Linked DNA regions of Triticum aestivum: region 2 is linked to region 1. The links are chromatin contacts, called in public Hi-C maps. All regions are on one chromosome and are shown on one strand. Each heading gives the region's core, a stretch centred on a gene start, on an enhancer-like site or on the middle of the called end of the contact. The rest is flanking DNA. Distances are from core to core; before and after follow the strand shown. Region 1 holds the start of LOC123180289 (glutamate--cysteine ligase B, chloroplastic). Region 2 holds the start of LOC123180290 (acetylornithine aminotransferase, mitochondrial).

The links. A called contact is a pair of places that touch in the nucleus more often than the background predicts.
Region 2: a Hi-C map of leaf shows a contact between it and region 1, with 5 times the contacts expected there. The contact joins the promoter of LOC123180290 here to the promoter of LOC123180289 in region 1. A contact is called at or near these places in 3 of 5 Hi-C or Micro-C datasets (all in leaf).

The regions. Positions count from the first base shown.
Region 1 is chr1D:59,124,027-59,131,946 of IWGSC CS RefSeq v2.1, reverse strand. LOC123180289 (glutamate--cysteine ligase B, chloroplastic) reads right to left here and starts at 5,240. Exons shown (of 16, transcript XM_044592285.1): 1 at 4,947-5,240; 2 at 4,575-4,851; 3 at 3,183-3,333; 4 at 2,993-3,100; 5 at 2,391-2,483; 6 at 1,876-1,959; 7 at 1,663-1,731; 8 at 1,511-1,581; 9 at 1,364-1,432; 10 at 1,123-1,216; 11 at 802-891; 12 at 632-712; 13 at 156-248; 14 at 1-2. The coding sequence starts at 4,825.
Region 2 is chr1D:59,653,647-59,661,566 of IWGSC CS RefSeq v2.1, reverse strand. It overlaps LOC123180290 (acetylornithine aminotransferase, mitochondrial), which reads right to left and starts at 4,121. Exons shown (of 3, transcript XM_044592286.1): 1 at 3,652-4,121; 2 at 3,068-3,499; 3 at 1,968-2,704. The coding sequence starts at 4,065. The coding sequence ends at 2,168. It overlaps LOC123180291 (endoglucanase 14), which reads left to right. Exons shown (of 5, transcript XM_044592287.1): 2 at 90-509; 3 at 916-1,002; 4 at 1,093-1,245; 5 at 1,337-2,069. The coding sequence ends at 1,942.

The DNA.
Region 1 (7,920 bases), core at 3,991-6,490:
ACCTGATCAAATAAAACACACAATCACTCACAATTCAAGTAGAAATTTACGCCTCTCAAATCTGCTAGTAAAATTCTAGTCTTCTAATTGGTGTTTCCAAACGACAACAGTTTCTACCACTACTAAGGACAAAGAGCTGAAATATCTTGAGATACCTTCCGTCTCAACATCTCTCTTTCTTCCTTTGTCCAGTCAGAAGTCATGTCAATAATGCTCTGTAGTGATTCGTCGTCATACAACAACCCAACCTGCAGAGAAGGACAAATCAGATGCAAAGCTGATTCTGTGTTTTGCAACTAGATGGAAGTTACTCATTCCATTTCAAAATATAAGACGTATTTTGACCGTAATCTCGTATAATATTTAGTTATGGTTACAAAATCAGTCATAAGATGAGCTTTTGAATATGATGGATCCAATCATGTTGTCTATTTAATGTAACATAAACCACATATCATTAAAACTAATTTTTGGTGAAAGCACAAATTTGGACTGTCAAAATATGCCTTATAGTTTGAAAAAGGAGGGAGTATAATCAGTACAGTAACAATGATCATACTGCCCATGTCTGTGCTGTAAATGAGACGGTGTAGATATACAAAACAAATGCAGGAAGAGTCAGCAAACAAACCCAAAATGCAGGCAAAGCACACAATCTCCTCCAAGGTCCACCATCAGCACCTCTCATCTCCATGTATCTCTTCAACCTAACCTGCAAAGAGAATAAAAAAGAACAGCTGATTGTTGAATTGAAATAACACCAATTAATATGCCACCATGCTAACCAAATCAAAGGTAAACCTCAGGAAAAATTGTTGTTAGATGGTTCTCCCAATCGTTCAAAGTGGGCAACTCCCCTGGAACCTGTGGGAGCTTTCCTGCCATGAAATCCTGCAAAATACACAAGCCAAATAAGAGTTCTATAAATTTCCAACAGCTAAAGTCATGTAGCCAAAAGCTTCAAAATAAGATACTCCCTCCGATCCAAAAAAAAAGTGTCACAGCTTTGAACTAAGGTTAGTTCAAAGCTGCAACACTTATTTTGGATATGAGGGAGTAACATTTACAAAGTTTACAGCATATAACTGCAGAAGTACTAAGATATTAGAGACAGGAAGAGACCCGAAATGACATTCCAGTACAGTCAATGTAAGTCTTGTTCCGGTATACAAAATACATTGGCACGTCCAATGCATAGTCCACATATTGCTCAAATCTGCAACCAAGAACAAATTATAATCAGAACTCATTTAAACTGGAAGCCTCATTTTATGTAGGAATTGTTGTTGACCAAAATGACGCCATCAATCAAATAGCTGGCATTCTGGGTGGCGAACAAGGAGAAGTTTGCATTAATGCATACCCAAATGTGTCATCAAAAACAAAAGGAAGCATCCCCGAGCGGTTGTTATCAGTATCAGTCCATATATGGCTGCAGATGATGATAATGTGTTAGCAGCTCCACACAACAGAACAGCACATTAAGTTCTGAAAGCTATGAAGTAAACACCTTCTTAAACTGAGAAACCCATTTGGTTTTCCTTCTTTAAAGGGAGAATTTGCGAATATTGCTGTCGCGATCTGTTAAACGAACAAGTCATGTTAGTGCAAGAGCAGCAAAGTAAACTGTCAGGAAGAATGGAAGATAATACAGATACCCACAGGCTGCAATGCAAGGCTAGCACGGAATTTTCTTATCATATCTTGCTCTGAACTGAAATCGAGATTAACCTGCATGCCAGAATAGTGAACTCTTAATTAAACTTGTTTAGTGAAACATGAATATTGTATACTAGTCTGTTTGATATCAAATGAAATAAAGGGCTGTGAGTTGTCAAAACGGCCCATGAACACAAAACTAAAAATGACAGTTACCTGTACAGTGCACGTGCGGAACATCATATCAAGGCCAAGAGTACCAACTTTAGGCATGTAATTCCTCATGATTTCATACCTTCCCTACAGAGTAGCAAATTGTATGATCAGACTTTACAGGAACCAGTAACAGTATAATTATGTTGCATAGGGCAAATATGCCTAAATTACAAGTGAGGTTGTGCATGAAAGAAGACTACAGTGTGGGTTATCAATCATTTTGTGTTAACTGCCAATTGCTCGATACAGTTGCAGTGGAGGATTTGCTTAATGGTGTACCAAGCAAGAATGGGTGCATCAAAAGCCAGCATTTCGATATCAGCCCCATGGAACTATGTTGTACTAATAAACTACTAATACTGCAAACCATAAGTATGTTCTTAGATTTGCAACTTCATTTCTCGGAAATTAACTAGACTGGGATATAAATAAAAAAGAAAAAAAGGCCCTTTAACAGTCTAGCAACAGCACAAACTTCAAAACCTACATTTATGAGGTTTAAAGGACAGAATTACCTTGGGCATTATTGGTATATCAGTCAGAGCCCATTTTGGCTGAAAACCCATTCCAAGAAATCCTACTCCCAATTCCTCTCCAACTGCTTTGACCTACAAAACCGGCAGAAGATTAAATCATAGCATAGAACAGTATAGACCTTCTCCACCAAAAATACATACATCATAGTACAATTAACTTTCAGCAAGTAAAACCTAGAAGGCGAATGTGCAAACAGAACCATGAGACAGTTCAATTTGTTTTCATGAACCCACAGAGTCTAATGGAAACTAACTCCGTGCCCAGTAAGGTTTGGAGGTCTTACAGATGCACGCATAAGATGATACAAACTTCCAGAAGAAACTAGATATTGGTGGTTGTTTAGTTCTCAATATAATTGGCACGGTTTGTTGGGATGCGAATATACATTTCGTGGCATGGACTTTGTACAATTTTTGGGATATGAAATAGGATAATCTGATTAAAAAGAATTTTCTGGTGGGAACTAAATATGACATTATGATATGTCACAGGTGAAAATCCCACAAAGTTACATTTCATAAATTTCTGTAAAAAGCGAATACTTATACATGCAACAGTTTGCTCGCTAATAGATATTTACCTGATAAAGATGTGAATTGACCTCCGCACAAGTTTGATGTAATGTTTCGAGGGGAGCGCCACTAAGTTCAAACTGGCCACCAGGTTCTAGTGAAATGTTTTGCTTTCCCTGCATCCATATAAATAAGTTGTCACAAAAATCACTATTGAGTGAAAACCATATATATCATATTTCTTTCCAGGTATAGTACCTGCTTGAGACCAATAACATGGTTTTCTTCCATTATCTTGTCCCATTCAAATCTCTCAGACAGCCCATTGAGTATAGCACTGATCTGATCATACGTTATAGGGCGCAATGTTTCGACATCAAAACCAAACTTTTCATGCTCTGTGCCAATTCTGTACAACAAAAAATTTACTCACGGAATGGACCAAATAACTAACCGAAATACTCGGTAGGAATTATACAGGAACAGAACTTCAAGAAAAACAAAAATATATTGTCAAATCTGAAATAATTTGAACACAGGCACCAGAACGATCTTCATCTCCAATAAATTTTATTGATTGAAAAAAATGAGCACGCTACATTAACAAGATGTATTAAGTATGCGAAAAGATTCCCGTCAACCGGCCAATTTACAGCGCATCGTCCGCCACCTCAGATGCGCACCACGCGTCCCATGTGGGCCCTATCACCGTTCATCCTTTTTCTTTCTTATCTTAATCGCTAGCGACTGAGAGCCGCTCGTTTCCTTTTTTTTTCTCGTTCGTCTTCTGCAACATGCTTTCTGTTGAAAGTCTATAATATGACCTCTGTTGCAAAAAGAAATCTACAGACGTTTCCGCAACATGATCTCTGTTGCAAAAATTCTGCAATATGACCTTTGTAGCAAAAAGGACTCTACAGACGTTTCCGCGACATGGTCTCTGTTGCAAAAAAATCTGCAGCATAATCTATGTTGCAAAAGTTGGGATGCCCGTCAACGGCTTGATGACGCTAGATCTGGCGGCTAGCGACCCAGCCAATCTTTGAAAAAGATCAGCCGGCGGACACGTAGCATGCCCCATTAATTATAGCATATCTAAGCTTAGAGAGACTTTTTCTGTCATTTAGGACAATCATTTCTAAGCTTACTTTTTTCACGTATAGCATATTAACAAGTACTATATCAGTTTTTGTTGCTCTATGCACAAATTGCAATTTTACTACTTCCAGCATTATATGAGTGCACGAGCGGCGCCATTCGCCAACAAGATAACACAATGTATTCCCTATTCAGTTCCTAGTCTAGTATAACTATGCTAACCAGTACCATGTGACCCGTTGGTTGAACAAGGGCAGAGCTTCATCTGCTAACTAGGCAAAGTAAAGGTCACTTCAATGCATCGGCCCTCTTATATTCCTACAAGTGCAAACTACTAGCAAGCATCACAAAGTTCGTCACTACAAGGCACTGATTCATGTGAGAAAACTCCACCACTCTAGGGGCGACTGAACAGTGAATACTAAATCCCCAATTGCAGCGCTAAACAGTAAGCTGGGCAGTAAGAATCGGCCGTTCCAACCATAGAACTACGTTCCACTTCCAACAGTAAGTAGCATTAGGGAAGTAGCACCATCTGTGGAAGCTTCTCACCTCCAGTTCTCCTTGGGCTTGCAGCCGGACGCGAGGTAGGCGACGAGGTCCTCCTTGGTGAGCGGCTCCGTCAACTTGGCCGCCTCCTCAGTGGGGGGGCTGGCCGCCACGGCCCCGCCGCGCCGCCTCCCCCTCCTCCCGGCCGCGGGGAGCCCGACCACCGCGAACCCCTGACGCCCCTTCCTCCCGCCCGCCGCGCCGCCGTCCGGCTGGACCACCCGCGCCACCGCCAGGCGCGACGCGACCGCCATCACGCCCAACCCGCCGAAACAGAAACCTGAGACACGGAAAAATCCGCAAAACCAACAAAAAGTTCAGCGCGAATTGCGGGAATCCGACACGATGTCGCCATCGAACCCCCGCCCAACCCACCTACGGAGAATCAATCCGATTCTATCTGCGATTCGCCGCGCGAGGAGACGGAGACGCGCGCGCCGCCGTCCGCCGCTGCTGCTTGAGAGTCCGGAACGGAGGGGAGTGTGGGGGGTGGGATGGGGGCGGCGTCGGCGTGGTTATAAAGCGGTGGGGTGGGGCCCACGCATCAGCGGCGCGCAGGGTCGTGGGGAGGCGGGTCGCGGCCGCGTCAGCAGCGACGACGCCTTGAAGTGCGCGATGCTGCTGCTGCGCGCGTCATCCAATCCGCTCCTCCCTCCGCGGGTGCAGCTGGTGAGTGAAGAGAGTAGGGGCCGCCGGGGCTGCGGGGGTGATTTGGACAGCTGGTGATTTGCTAGTCCTTCCTTTTCGGTGGTGGGGGCGCTGGCGCTAATGATTATGGCTTGTTAATTGCTGAATTAAGCTTCGCCGATGGTTCTTGTACGGTGCCTCGTGACGTCGGCGGTGAGGTAGGACGCTGGGTAGGCACGGCGGCGCCAGGATTTTTCATGCATGGTGATGGTGTTTTGCACGCTGGTTCGTCTTGGTGCCTCGCTCTCAAAACGACATCCAGAGCACACGTTTCACCCTCGGGTTGCGGTTCAAGACAAGATGAAAACGGAGCAAAAATGTCGAGAGGAGATGTCAGGTGCTACCATGTCCTGTACTCCGGAAATACTTATCGTATAAATGGATACAAATGGATGTATTTAGAACTAAAATACATCTAGATACATTCATTCCTTGGACAAGTATTTTCAGACGGAGGAAGTACATTTAAACGATCATGGATCGGAATGAACCTTGCCCGTCTTCAAGGGCAGGTTCGCCCTGGATCATCGTGGCTTTCCGGACTGTACCGTTGCGAGCATCAGTGCACGTGCGCTTATGCTACTAGTGTTTTCTTTTTAACTTTGGGCGACTTTACTCAATTTTTTTTATTGCATCTTTTTGAGCGGGGACTCTACTCAACTATAACAGGGTCTTTTACAATGGTAGTATGAACAAGGAAGTCGGAAGCTGATCATGCCATAACTTGAAAGTAGTTTTGTTCATAAAGCAAATGTCGAGCTAGCTCATGCGCAACGCCATTCGCTTCACGACTAGTCGACCACAATGCTCGATCATCGCCCTGCCGAAGGAACTCAACAGCTCTCGGCAATCATTGCTCCCAAAGCTCTATATTTTGAACAATTCGTCACAGCCTAAACTATTTCCTTAGTCACTTTATACCATCATGTATGGACACCCGAATCATAAAGAGCTGTCAAATTCTACTTCTCCCTCGATGATCTTTGACGCTGAAAAGATGGTTTTGATGATTTATAGTTTGTTTTCTATTTTGTCAACTCTTATGGAGCACATATCACCAAACCCTAAATCTTTAGGGCTTTGTGTGACAAAAAAACCCTAACGTGGAGAGGCATAGGAGGGAGTAGGCATGGCGGTGGGGCAGCATCGATATGGTTATTAAGTGGTGGTTGCAGGCCCGAGTGCCAACGCCACGTACGGAAGAATGACGACATCACAGTTCCGCCAGTTACTGACGTCTAGAATGATGACATTACAGTTGCATCAGTTACCGATGTCTAGAATGATGACATCACAGTTGCGTCAGTTACCGACGTCTAGAATGACGACATCGCAGTTGCATCAGTTACCGACGTCTAGAATGACGACATCACAGTTGCTTCAGTTACCGACATCTAGAATGATGACATCATAGTTGCGTCAGTATCGACGTCTTGAATGATGACATCATAGTTGCATCAGTATCGAAGTCTTGGAGTGTGTTGTGTTTTTTGTCGATGTTGTTCCCGTCATTAAATCAGTTTCGCCACCGCAGTTGTCGGAGAGGAGAGAGGGTGTACCATGATCTGACTGCTGATTATATTTTAAATTTTCTATTTATACATGTATTTCCTTCTTTTCCTTTTTAAATTAATCTTTATAAGTGAGTGGGGTTAGTGTCACTAATGATTATGTCTTGTTAATTGCAAAACTTAAGCCACTTTGATAACTATGTACACCCACAATATGTCATGACGTGCACAATGAGGTCGCGAAACCACTAGAGCTTGGGTGACGTATTATGGAAAGTTTACTTTCTGCCAAAAAACAAAGAAAAATCGTAGGTTTTGGAGACTTCGAGGTTCCCTGAAAATGACATATAGAATCGCATGTTTTAAAAGAAACAGGCAGTTTTTCTTTTCTCAGGACGACATTATTTCGGAGCTCCTTGCAGAGCTGCGTGAAGACGATGAGTGAAGACGACGAGAGAAAAAAGAAGAGCAACAAAACCAGAATAAAAGGGAGCAACAAACTAGATTTTGCAGCAGACGCAGCGGTTGGAGAGAAGCACATTGGCATGACCAAGTATGCGAGTGAACCCACCCCATTTCCACGGGCAGGTTCAGTCGCTGGTGGTGCCTGGTTGATTGGTCCTTCAGTGCCGTACTACTAGAGCATCGAAGCATGTGGCTTATGGTACTTGTTTAGTTAGCTTCTTCCCTCTGTTTCTTTCTCCTTCTCGCTGGACGGTCTACGTGCAAAACAATTGTACTCCAGACACAATAGCCTTGCCACGTGTGAACACTGCACGACGTAATTGCGGGGTTCACAAATCCAGAACCACGCCAATGAGCCCATTAGGGCATACAATGTGCTATTTTAGAAGTGACACGTAAGATAAAAGATGAGGTAGAGGAGAGAGCTTGTAAGAAAAAGCTTGTCTTCTCTTATTTAAGAGAAGACAAGAGATGATCTCTTAGCATAATATGTCTCACCATATTTTTAGGAATAGCTAGTTATCGAAGATAAGACTAAGAAATGACCCATTGTAGACATCTTTTTTTATCATCTCTAAAATACATGCAAGACTTAAGATAAGACTATCTTATCAACCATTGTGCATACCCTTAGAAGTAATCCGTACTCCTCACATTCTGGCCCACAGGCCGAACATGCGGGTGCT
Region 2 (7,920 bases), core at 2,872-5,371, 530 kb before region 1:
TAAGCACGTCGGCGATGCATGCATGTGTGGTACGTTGTACATGTTTGGTTCGTGCGTGATGCTGACATGCTTGATCGATCGACGTGCAGGTGGATCTCACCGGCGGCTACTACGACTCCGGCGACAACGTCAAGTTCGGGTTCCCCATGGCGTTCACGGTGACCATGCTCTCGTGGAGCGTGGTGGAGCACCGGGGCCGGCTGGCCGCGGCGGGGGAGCTGGGCCACGCGCTCCAGGCAGTGCGGTGGGGCGCCGACTACCTGGCCAAGGCGCATGCCCGCCCCGATGTGCTCTACGTGAACGTCGGCGACGGCCACTCAGACCACGCTTGCTGGGAGCGGCCGGAGGACATGGACACGCCCCGGAGGGCCTACATGGTGACCGCCATCCACCCGGGCTCCGACGTTGCCGCGGAGACGGCGGCGGCGCTGGCCGCGGCCTCCGTCGCGTTCACGGGGCCGCACGGCGACCCCCGGTATGCGTCGACGCTTCTGAAGCACGCGAAACAGGTGCGTATTTTTACTTGCTTACATGCGAGAGACCGGTGCATGTTTTGAGTTTTGGCACACGTATGCACATTGCATTGCATGCACAGCACACAGATTACACAATGGATGGTCAAAAAACCATTGGTGTAGATAAAAAAATAGAGCGGCGCACATATTAATTTGCCCTTTTAATTGTGCAATTATATGCATGCACATCACAAATTGGACGGTTTCTATGGCAACAATCAATTTGAAAATAATGTGAGGGAATTTACTTAGCAAACCATTTCATAGAGTCGTGGTCATATATTGGCTAAAAATGGATGTGAAATTAATCATTGCTAGAAAACTGAAGGTGGACTTGTATATGTGCACACAGACAGACGAAACTGTATCAGCTAATTTCTTGAGTCACTTGCTTCTGCAGTTGTTTCAGTTCGCCAAGAACCACCGTGGCCTCTACCAGAGCAGCATTCCATCGGCCAGAAGTTTCTACAGTAGCAGCGGCGACGAGGTAGCACATCACTAATTGATGTCACAATAATGAACAGAAAAATAGCATTATTGTTATTGTAAAGCAAACACTGAAACTTGTTCGGAACAGGACGAGCTGCTGTGGGCAGCTGTATGGCTCTACATCGCCACCGGCCACCAGGAGTACAAGGCCTATATCGCCGGCGCCAACAACCTCGGCGGGGTGCGGCAGTCGTTATCCTGGGACGACAAGTTCGTCGGAGCCCAGGCACTGGTCGCCAAGGTAAATGTACCAGATGATCCTAGTATTGGTCTGATGAAGAGACATCAACTTTTATCTTCAGGAACTGATGACTATACCGGCCATACTGCAGCTCATCCTCCAAGGGAAGCTGCCCAACAACGGCCGCCACGCCGAGATGAGGAGCAACGTGGAGAGCTTCCTCTGCAACGTCGTTCAGCACGGTGACGGCCGCAGCGGGCGGCTCACCCCGGGCGGCATGCTCTACCTGCAGCCCTGGTCTAACCTGCAGGACGTCACGACGGCAATGTTCGTCCTCGTCACGCACGCCGACCACCTGGCGGCGGCGAGGGCTTCCCTGCAGTGCGGCGGCGTGAGGCTGCCGCCGGCGCAGCTCGTCTCGTTCGCGCGGTCACAGGTGGACTACATCCTTGGCAAGAACCCAATGAAGATGAGCTACATGGTTGGGGTTGGAAAGAGGTACCCGTTGCAGCCGCACCACCGCGGCGCGTCGCTGCCATCCATCAGGAACAACCCAGGGAAGATCTCCTGCGGCAAGGGAGCCCAGTACTTCCACAGGTCTGCGCCTAACTTGAATGTGATCGACGGCGCCATCGTCGGAGGGCCTGACAACAACGACCATTACGACGATTCTCGGGGAAATTACCAGCAAGGCGAGCCATCGACCTACACTGTCGCGCCCATCGTCGGAGTTCTTGCTAGGCTTCTGCATAACTGATGTTCCTGTTTTCAGTCGAGAGATGTGCAATGGCAATGCCGTCCTTGTAATTTAGGCAGATATAACTTAGCCAATAAAAGACTTATACCGACAACAACACAGGCATTGTTTCCTTCCAAACTTTGAAAAGAACTTCAACATCACGATAGTCCAACATGACATTTTATTCCCTTCCAAATTTTGAAAGAAACTTCAACATGTAGATCTTAAGAGATCTTGTTTACACTAAGAGGTAGAGGCTTCAAGAGCAGGTAGACATTCCCTTATCACCTCTGCAGCTTGCTCCAGCTCCTTCTCCGACACGATGAGCGCAGGCACAAGCCTCACCACATTGCCTTTCCCGGCCGTCAGCAAAAAGACACCAGCATTCAAGCATGCATCGACCAAAGGCCCAGCCGGTACGTCGAGCTCGATGCCAACAATGAGACCGGCCCCCCGGATCTCTTTGACATGAGGGTTTCCACTCAGCTTAGTTTTGAGCAGCTGCTTGAAATATTCTCCTTTCTTGGTCACCTCTGCTAGAAAGCCAGGTTTCTGGATCTTGTCCAATGTGGCTAATGCAGCATGGCACACAAAAGGGCCTCCGCCGAATGTGGTTCCATGGTCACCATAGTTTATGGCTGCAGCAACCTTTTCCGTGACCAAGGCCACGCCAATGGGAAGGCCATTTGCCAGTGGCTTCGCCAAGGTCATTATGTCAGGTACTACACCATAAACCTCATGAGCCCAGAGGTAACCTGTGCGCCCCAGACCACATTGCACCTGCGTTTCAGACAGTAGATTAGATGTCTCCACTTTTCAAATTGACAGAAGTTGAACTTCACAGTGCAATCCTAAATCCCTACTGTTGAATTGCGTATTTGCATTTTGGTTATTTCAAATATGAAAATGCAGGCTCTCATGGAAGATCCCTTCATGGGGACAATGATCAGAAAGTTGTCCCAGTCTCCCAGAATTAGGAAGCAATAGGGAATACATTCCCTGTCGAACCACTGATGAATCTCCAGAACAGAGAATACTTTTCTCTCCCTATACTAGAAATTCAGAAATTGTGTAGTTGCCACCAATTACTTCTATGTGATCGACAACAGAGATAAGTATTAGTGAAGGCAAGCTGAATCATACCTCATCGAAGACCAAGAGAGCCCCTGCCTCATCACAAGCATCCCGCAGTCCCTGCAAGAACTCCTTGGTGGCACTGTGAATCCCACCCTCACCCTGCACGGGCTCGACAAACACAGCAGCAATCTTCCCCGACTGTATCACCTTCTTGGCCTCCTCCAAATTGCCATACTCGACAAATGTTGAGCCGGGCATGACGGGTTCAAAGGGCTCCCTGTACTGCACCTTGCTGGTCAGCGCGAGCGAGCCAATGGTCCGGCCATGGAAGCAGTTGGTGAAGGACATGAACTCCGTAGGCGCGTCACCGTTGGGGTGCGCGACCCTCTGGTACTTCCTGGCGAATTTGATGGCCGCCTCATTGGCCTCAGTGCCGGAGTTGGCAAAGAAGGCGCGGTCAGCAAAGGAGGCCTCCACGAGCCGCTTGGCGAGCTCCACCTGCGCGTTCAAGAAATGTTAGTCAGTTGAGACGGAGAGGCCATGCGGGAAGATGGACCGGGCAAGCAAAGCGTCGAACACGTTGCCGACATTGTGGAATGGGTTTGGGTTGGGGTTGGGGTTGGGGTTGGTGAGGAGCAGGGGAGGCGTACCTGGGGCACGGTGTAGCCGACGTTGCTGGCGTGGACCAGGCGTCCACGCTGGTCCGCGGCGGCGGCATCCACGTCGGGGTCGCCGTGGCCGAGGGCGTTGACGGCGATGCCGGCGGCCATGTCGAGGTACTCGCGCCCGTCGATGTCGTAGAGCTTGCAGCCGCGCCCCGCCACGAAGACGACCTGGGCGCGCTTGTAGGTGCCGACGATGTACTTGGCCTCGTCCGCCATGACGGCCCGGCTCGCCGCGGACAGCTCCCGCCGCGCCGACGCCGCCGCCGCGGGGGTGGTCGGCGCGGGCGCCGGGATCGCGAGGCAGGCGGAGACGCGCGCCCGCCGGGACGACGGGAGCCTCGCGGCGGCCGCGGCCGGCTTGACGGGCGCGACGGCGAGGAAGGATTGGAGCGAGTTCATGGCGACGGATTCGGGGTGGGCGAGAGAGTGGAGGGGTTTCGGAGTTAAATACGGATTGGGGTCGGGGTTGGATGAAGTTTTTTGAAAAAAAATCTGGTCACGCTTTCTGGTTTCGTGGCGGCTACTGTTTTTGTTGTCCATCAACTACCGCGTGCGGCGTGCTGCCTTCTCTTACCGTGGACTTTCGTCTTGGACTTCTTTTGCTTTCTGTCACTGTAGTATATATGCGTGCCTAGCTGAATTCCACGATGTGTCTAGCCTGTTGGTGTGAGAACACGGGCTTTTATATCCTGAAAAAGAAAGGACAAAGAAAACACAAAGTTTATCCTTTTTTGCTTTACATAATGTGAAGTAGTACATAATTGTACAACCCTATCATGGATATTTGCTAAATATTTTGTCCGTGCTCTGATATTCTCGGAGTGATACATTTCTTATACAAAACCTGGAAGTTTTGGATCTTGATTCATTCATTAAATTTAACCGTACTATATGATATATCATGCAGTTATACCAGAGATTGAAAAAGGCAGCTTACTACTAGCATTGCAATTACACGAAATGAAAAAAAGAGCATGCAATTTCAACTCTATAGCATATCTAGAAGGTCCAGATTACATTTTAGCCAATTTCTTCACAGCAGCGCTATTCACGTATAACAGCTATTTCAACACTAAACAAGATAACGTTTGTAGTGTTTTCTGTGTATCACACAACAGCCCATCAGGCATTGCCGCATTAGCCCAACTCGCTCTCACTCTCTTAGATGCAACACATACAAAAGCCCCTACAACAATGCATACAGCCTAACAGATCCAACTACTCACCAGTTTTCCACCAGCTCGTGACCGAGGGCGGAAACGGTGTTTCTTGACCGGTAATGGTGGAGTTGTGACTCATGAGAGATAGTTGTAGAGGCGGTTCATGAGTGGCAATGGCTTCTCTTCATCCCATATCCAATGGAGGGGTCGGCCATGCCTCCAACTCTAACAATTAAGAGTCCATGTCAACCATGCCAACGGTGCCAGCAAGTCGACCGCCACATTAAAGCAACCTCTCTTCATCCTATCTCCAAGTAGCAGCGTCGGTCTTATTCTATTTCCTCCCAAAGTATCCATCCTTGCAAATTATGCAAGCCTTAAATTTGGTGTTATATTAAAAAAAAATATCCAAAAAGCTATTTTCAAATATAGCACACTATTAGCATGCTATAACTTTTATAGCATCTGGAGAAGGGCGGCGCTAAATTTTGTACCATGCTATTTTTTACATTGATTTAATGTAGTGGATGTCGGTGTCAAAACCGCCGATCTCAGGTAGGGGTCCCGAACTGTGCGTCTGAGGATCGAGGGTAACAGGAGACAAGGGGGACACGATGTTTACCCAGGTTCGGGCCCTCTTAATGGAGGTAAAACCCTACGTCCTGCTTGATTATATTTGATGAGTATAGGGGTTACAAGAGTTGATCTACCTCGAGATCGTCATGACTAAACCCTAGATGTCTAGCCTATATGATTTGTCTTAGCCTCTACAGATTAAACCCTCCAGTTTATATAGACACGGAGGGGCCTGGGGTTGTACAGAGTCGGTTTACAGAGAAGAAATTATACATCCGAATGCTAGGCTTGCCATCCACGCAAAGGAGAGTCCCATCCGGACACGGGGGAAAGCCTCTATCTTGTATCTTCACGGCCCATCAGTTCGGCCCATGTTACATAGCCCGGACGCCCGAGGACCTCATAATCCAGGACTCCCTCAGTAGCCCCAGAACTTGCCTTCAATGACGACGTAGTATTCGGCTCATGTCTTCGGCTTTGCAAGGCGGGTTCTTCACCATAATCCGGGCCGATGACAATCTGGTGATAATCTTGATGCCCTTTACGATTCCCCCTACCGATGCTTCGATTTCCGCGCGCTGAGTGAATATGAAAGGTCCATGCTTTTTTGCAAATAAGTCCTTCGCCACGCTTGGATGGCATCTATATAAGGAGATATAGATCTCTAAATGGCATCTCACATCGCATAGAAGGAAAATCGCCAAGTTTAGCCACGAGCAAAGCCTTCCATCATGACGAGCACCCCAGGCTCTTTTTCGCGCCTGCATGGCCCTCAAGAGGGTGATTGGAAGAGTTGCTCCGTGCCTCATCTTCAGTTAAGCCGGCTCCAAACGCAAGGCTACCTCCCCCTCGCGGATCTAGTCTCCGTTCGAGCGGGATTGTATTCAGTAGGCAAGGACGCAATGGCTGAGAATTTCCCCAACCCCAATAAGGAGGAGAGGGTGTGCCTCGTCCCATTCTTGTTGCGGGGCCTAGGATTTCCAATCCATCCCTTTCTCAGGGGGCTATTGGAATTTTACGGCATCCAACTACACAACCTCACCCCAGGTTCGATTTTGCACATATCAGGCTTTGTTGCCCTCTGCGAGCTATTTTTGGGCATTGAGGACCATTTTGAATTATGGAGAAAGTTCTTCTGTCTCGTTCCCCGCCAGCGAGGAGGTTCCATATGTGAGGTTGGCGGCGTCGAAGTATGGTGTATTGCCGGATCTGAATACCCCGTAGGAACTCCCAAAGAAGTATACCCACAGTGGTCCTCGGAGTGGTTCTATATGGATGACGTTCCGCTGCCGGATCCGGTCAGGCGCGGTCTTCCTAAATTTTCCAGCGCTCCTCTAAAGAAGCGCCTCTACTGGCGTCCCCGAAGTCCCAAAGAAGAGGACAGTGCGGAGATACAGAGGTTGGTCAGCAAGGTCAAGCTGTTGGCCCATTCCAAACTCTCAATAGTTGAAGTCATGGTGATCGCAATAAAGAGGTGTGTGCAGCCTCTTCAATCCAGATAACTCCTTTATGGTGTTACAACGGAGAGGACGACGCATCCCGTTACAGGCGGCAGGGTCCGGATACCCCAGCCGAACTGGCTTCAATTTTGGCCGATTTGTACAAGGGCATAAAAGAAGATTTTCTCTGGTTAAACTGTCAGGAGGCCTATTCCATGTACACCCCTGTCGAATGGGTAAGATCTCGGTCGTTCTTTGCTTATTTCACTGCATTGTAGACACTGACTGAATGTTCTCTTTGTTGCCACCAAATAGTCATGGAGGAGGATGACCGAGGACGTCTACTGTCCTGCTCCCCAACCGGAGGATTATAATCGTGATGAAGATCCTGGCTTTTGCGAGGATCTGGATATATATAGAATTCGACGATGGGGTATTCTATCAGGCGAGCCTTGAATGTTCAGAAGTGGCCATCATTGCCGACTACCATCGCCTTTACCCATTCTGCATTGTGAGTATCCCGGGGCTTCTTTAAGAAGAGACCCTCATTTGTATCCGTTTCTGTTGTACTGATCTGGATTTTAATAGGATCGACGCTCCAGGGACCGTATCTCGAGGGCGGACCCCACGCAAGGTCATCGTTCAGAACGAAAAGGGACCGGGAGTACTGCGGAGACCTCACAGTCTTCCAAGAGGTATGTATACTTAATGCATGCCTAGGCATGAGTCTAGATTGTTAAGAGTCTCCCCCTTTTGTCTTTTATTTTTAGGAGGAGTAGAAAACGGTGGGAAAATGCCCAATTAGCCAAATGTCCACTAATCCGGTGCCGGACTCGTCAGCTAGGACGCAAGCCAATGCCGCGCCCATTCCGCCTCCTCAAGAGGATTCGGATGACGTGTCACTCACGAATTCCGAAGTGAGAGCGTGATGAATCACCGTCGTTTGAAAGAAGCGATGCGTGCTCCGGTCTTGTCCGAACAAGAATTCAACGCATTGAGTTCGACAGATGCATATATCCGAGCCGCTCGAGACGGCCTTGCCGGAGTTATTCAGCTGTTCTCAAAGAAAATACAGGTAA